Regions from separate parts of the Hordeum vulgare genome. Here region 1 is linked to region 2. Evidence: chromatin contacts called from public Hi-C data. All regions are on one chromosome and are shown on one strand. The core of a region is the stretch at or near the end of the contact, and the rest is flanking DNA. Distances in the headings are between cores, read along the strand shown. Region 1 holds the start of LOC123395875 (proline-rich protein 12-like). Region 2 holds the start of LOC123397772 (protein RRNAD1).

Evidence for each region. Hi-C and Micro-C count contacts between places; a contact is called where the count stands out from the background.
Region 1: a contact with region 2 is called in a Hi-C map of seedling, with 3 times the contacts expected there. The contact joins the promoter of LOC123395875 here to the promoter of LOC123397772 in region 2. A contact is called at or near these places in 1 of 6 Hi-C or Micro-C datasets (seedling) and 1 of 1 datasets of contacts at active chromatin or transcription factors (embryo).

The regions. Positions count from the first base shown.
Region 1 is chr5H:27,833,837-27,836,536 of MorexV3_pseudomolecules_assembly, reverse strand. It overlaps LOC123395875 (proline-rich protein 12-like), which reads right to left and starts at 1,350. Exons shown (of 1, transcript XM_045090906.1): 1 at 1-1,350. The coding sequence starts at 1,116.
Region 2 is chr5H:27,625,038-27,627,737 of MorexV3_pseudomolecules_assembly, reverse strand. It overlaps LOC123397772 (protein RRNAD1), which reads left to right and starts at 1,353. Exons shown (of 13, transcript XM_045092303.1): 1 at 1,353-1,545; 2 at 1,742-1,837; 3 at 2,050-2,133; 4 at 2,432-2,506; 5 at 2,634-2,700. The coding sequence starts at 1,405.

The DNA.
Region 1 (2,700 bases), core at 101-2,600, 210 kb before region 2:
GGATGGTGGTGCGGTGGTTTCCTTTTTGGCGACCTTGCCATGCTTCTTGGCGGCGGCGTGGGCGGCGGCGGCGGTGGACGCGGAGGACGGGGAGAAGAGCCGGTCGATGCCGAAGACGGAGACGGACTTGCGGCAGACGGGCACGTTGAGCACCGGCGTCACGCGCACGTGCGCCGAGTAGGACCGCTCCATGCCGCTGCCGCCGGAGCCGGACCCGGAGCCGGGCCGGTGGCGCCGCCCGCCCGCCAGGCTGCTCGGGCTGCTGGAGCTGCGGCCGAGACCGTTGAACACCACCTTGCCGGCCGCGTTCAGGCGCGGGCTGTCGGCCGCCACGGCGGAGGGAGGGGGCGGGGGTGGGGGTGGCGGCGGCGGCGGCGCGGCGGCCTGCGCTGCTGTGAGCCGGATCTTGGGCGGCAGCTGGTGCTGCGACGTGCTCACGGGAGGCGGCGGGGTCGGTGATGGAGTTGGAGCCGACGCTGGTGCCGGCGCGGGCAGCATGTCGGGATCGTTGGGGTCGCGGAGGAGCGGGAGGCTGAGGGACGGCTCCTGCTCCGGCGGCTTCGGCCCGCGGCGGAGGAGGCGGCGGAGCGGCTTGGTCTCCGTCGAGGAAGAGGAGGAAGACGACGACGACGCCTGCTGCTTCCGCATCCGCAGCAGGTCCCTCCACCTCCTGGCCGGAACCTTGGGCTCCTCCGCCGCCTGCTCCGCCTCCACCACCGCATCCTTGGCCGCCTCCGCCCTCGCCGTCTCCTCCGGCCTCGCCGTCTCGGGCTGCTGCTGCTGCTGCGTTGTCGGCGCCGGGGCCAGCGGAGGCCGCGTGGCCGCCGCCGCGGCCTCCGAGGAAGACGGGAGGCGGAGCGGGACGAGCTTGCCCCCGGAGAAGAGCTCGTCGGCGGGGAGCATGGTGGACACGGCGGAGCAGCCGGCGAGGAGGAACTCGAAGTCGGCGCTGGCTCCCCCGCCCCCCGCAGCGTCCCTGCCGCCGCCGCACCCGCCGGCGTCCTCGAGGCTGAAGGAGACGCGCGGGGCGAGCCACTGCATGGCGGCCGACGGCGGGGGCGGGGGAGGTGGCGGCGGCGGCGGGGCCGCGGGCCGCGACGCCGCAGCGGAGGCCATCGATCGGGTTCGCTGCTGCTGCTGCTGCGCGAGCGACTTTCCTTCTCTTCTCTTCTTCCTCGCTGGGCTTGGCGCAAGGGAACAAAATAGAATGGCAGCGGTAGCTGTGCCGGTGCGTGCGTGTGTGAAGCGTGTCTTGGGAAAGGCGATGTGGGCGCAGGTCGTCCGCTCCTCTTGATTTGAGTTGTTTTCGTCGGGGCTTGTGTCGTGCGGTGGACTTGTGAGGGTTGGGTTGGGTTGGGTGTGGACTATCAATGCGAATCAGTTGCTTAATCAACCGGCAATCACACGGCGCAAAGCTTTCTTGATTTTCTTTCTCGATCATATACGTAGTAGCACCGCTAGCATCCACTCAAACATTTTTAAAAAAAAGAACTTTTACGAAAATCTTTTGTATCTGTCTATTGTGTGATGCAATCAAACAGACCCACGTTCTATATCCTTCATAATTTCCATATCAACATTACATTTTATCACTATGTTTTTTTCATGTTCGTGTACTATTCGATTGTATGATTAGACGATGACCGGAGTGATAGATAGCACTACACCGCGACTTGATAGAGAGGAGGAGGAGGAAGAATGAGATGGTCTCGATGCTCATGGATGGATATAATACACTTGAATCCATACCACGAACGATAGCGGGCAGTCGGGAATAGACACACGGGAGAAGGATAAGTACCAAAAGTGCCCAACTGCTCACGAGCTCAAATGACCCCGGCATGAACATTAAATTCAAAAAACATTCAACAAATTCTGATCTTTTTGTAGTAAGTTTTAACAAATGTTTTAAGAGACTGCAAAATTTCACTTTGACATGACATTCATAGAAGTTGGGGCAAAAAAAAAGCAACACTTCAAAATGCTTTTGAAAATGGGTTTTTTTGGAGGCTTTTTTTGCCATCACCTCCACAAATGTGATTTTATGATAAGAAAATTTAACCACCTCAAAAATTTGTTAATGTTTGGCCCAAAGAAGAACTACAATTTTTTGAACTTTTTTTAATGAATTACTATTCATACGGCCTCATTTGAGCTCAAGCTCAAACTGGCTGTGTGTGACAAGTAGGCGTTGTGAAGTAAAAGGGGGAGGATGGATGGACTGCTAGACAACGATGCCAGAAGGAAAAAATAAGTGGGAACTCCGAAGAAAAAGATGATGCAGGGATGGATCGGTAGACGTTCCTCATGCAAGGTGACGAAAGGGTGGAAAGATGTTGGAAAGACGATCAAGCCTACATTCATCGCATGTCATGCACCTAGAAGTACATGAGATATTAAAATAAGGCATGGAGAAGTTAGAATAAAATACCTATTATGCGATATTAAAATAATAACCAATTTACAACAGTATGTTGCTTATACTAATGGATCTCACGAAGTTTTGTTGAGTTTTGTGTGATTGAAGTTTTTCAGTTTTGGGTGTTATTGTGATGGACAATGGAATAAGGAGCAACATCCTAAGCTTGGGGATGCCCAAGCCACCCCAAGGTAATATTTTAGGAAGACTCAAGAGTCTAAGCTTCGGAATGCCCCGGAAGACATCCCCTCTTTCGTCTCAATCCATCGGTATGTTACTTG
Region 2 (2,700 bases), core at 104-2,603:
GTTGGAGAGAGAGGGAGTAGGAGATTGATGTGATGAGTGAGGAGAGGGCGGCTGCTAGAGACCAGGAGCCGCTCCAAGTAGCGTGCGGGAGGTAGGGAGGCCTCGAGCAGAGGAACACGAGCGGACGTGGGGAAGCGACCCGATGGCCAGCGGCGGGGTGGCGTTTGTGAGGCTGCTACGGTTCACACGGGTCGGGGAAAATCACGCCGGCGGCTGCAGGGTCCACGGCATCATCCTCCACGATCCGCCCGGGGGAAGCCCTGCTCCTGCCTTCGTCGTCGTCACCGACGACCCCCGCCATGCCGCCCGCCTCCAGATCCGCTAGATTGGGATGGGCGAGGGGAGGGAGCAGCGGCGTTGGCGGGGCGTGTGACGGGAAGGGCAGGGGTGGAGGTTGAGTGGCCTCCTCCGGCGCGCGGCAAGGCGAGGCGGACTGACGCCAGTGTGAAGCAAGGCGACGTAATGGAGGCTTGGAGTACGGGAGGAGGCGGATGACTTTTTTCCCGCTCCATGTGCGCCTCCACAGAGAATGGCTGCCGCGACGCGCCGGCGTCCCCCGTCCTCCCCTTGTATCGGTGCCGCCGTCGCTCGCCTCGCTCACGCCCGCTGCAGCCGACGCCCGCTGCGACGTGTCGTCCGCCACGACTCCCCGGCCGTTGACACCGCTCAAAGCAGATCTCGGCCGACGACGTACGACAGAAGCAGTAGCTGCTTTATTATTAGGGAAAGATTATTCGGTCAGTTTAGCTAGCACCTTTCTCATGTAACCATCTACCACCCAATTGCATCGCATGATACATACCAACCCAGCTACTAGTTCACACACAAAAGCATAATAAACAAGATCAAGCAAACATGGTCCAAAGACCAAACAAAGCGGCACGGCTGCCTAATAATAAACTACTCGTACTACCACCACCACTAAATAATAAACAGAATACTACAAACGGGGAAGAGACCAAAAGAGAAGGTCGTTAATGGCTCCGATTCCCCTGTTCCCGGCGAGCAGTGGCGGGGATGGGTTCAGTTGATGAGATGCGACGGCGATGCGACCTCCCGCCTCTTCGCTATGCTGCTGCTAGTGCTAGCGCTAGCTAGCTAGCGATAACGGTACGATGCAGCTTTTACGCCGCCGGCCCCACCTGCCGGCGTTTGGTTCCAGCACGCTTTTCAAGCAACTCCGTGGTCTTCTGACGTTGACCGCCCTCCCCGTCCCGTCCGTCCGTCCGTCGTCGTTGTTTGTTGGTTGGTTTGCCGACGACGTGCGGCCCAGAGCGACGCGCGCTCTCTTCTCCCACCTCCCGGCCCAGAACGGCCCGTTTAGGCGGGAGGGAAACCGGCCCGCTCGCAGCTGCGTTGGTGCTGTGCTAGTTTCGCCCGAACGCTTCTTCTTCTCCCCTCGCGATGGCGGCGTCTCCGGCGACTGGCGGCGGCGCGCGCTCGTGCGAGACGGCGGAGCAGACCCGCGAGTGGATGGAGGCCATCGCCTCCTTCCTCGGCCGTCACCGCCCGCTCCTCGAGGCCCACGTCGTCAACTTCTTCAAGGTCCACTCCACTCCCCTCCCCTCCCCACCTCCCTCCCTCCCACTCCCCCGACGCGAGATTGATTGTAGTACGTCTAGGGTCCGCGTGCCTGTGGTCGCGGGGAATCCCTCCCTCCTCCATTTCGCTGCCGCGGTGTGCTGTACCTGCATCTTGCTGACGCGTTTGAGGTGTTTGGTGTTGGATTCGGTTCGAGCAGGACAGGCTGTGGGAGATGGTGGACGCCGACTGGATGGAGTGCCTCCGCCGGGAGTCCGTCGAGAGCCTGCTCATGCTGCCCTCCGGCCGTGTCCAGGCAAGGGCCCTTGCATCCTTTTTTTCTGTTTATTACATTTCGCTCTTATTGGGAAGTGGAATGACTAATGTGAATTTCTGAGAAGGACATCGTGAAACCAAGTCACTAGATGATGACGTTGTTGTGTTTGGGCTCCACCCCAGGCTTCCTTGGACCTATATTGCCGGCTTTAGATACCATCCCAGCTTATTGGAAGCTATATTGTTTTGCAGGACCATTGGCCAAGTTCACTACAGGAATTTATACTCACAGCCAGGTCGCTTGTTCTTCCACGCGAGCAAAAAACGCCACAATCGGTACGTTTCATGCGCCAATAAGACTAAGTGGGTACTACTCATGCACTCATGCTAGCATTTCTCATGGTTTTCGGCCGGTTTTCTTTTCACTTAATTATCTAATCACCTCTATTCTCCTTAGTTGAATTACGGTGCTCCTGCCCCTTCTGAGAGTTTTTCGAGAAAAACACCCATGCTAGAATTTTATTAGGAAACAACAGTATAAGTAGTGAAGTATCGTTATGACATATCCAGTTAAAACACACACACATTGTGTCATATGTTTAATCCCGATCCACCTTTTCCTGATTACTTGCAGTTTTTACCTAACTCGCGTGTCGCATCAATTGGTACTGTTCTTGCTCAAGGCATGAACACAAAGAAGAAGCATGAAGTAGGTAATTAGCTTGTAATGATAAACATACTCTTTTTAACTATATTTTTTTAGTCTATGTCCAAAGTTAAATTCAGTTTTTTTTAGCTCTTTGCATTCTCATGTTTGGAGAATGCGCTTCATGCAGATTGAAGCCCTATCTGGGATGGTTGATGCAATTGCTAGGAGTCGTGGAGCCAAGACAGTGGTTGATG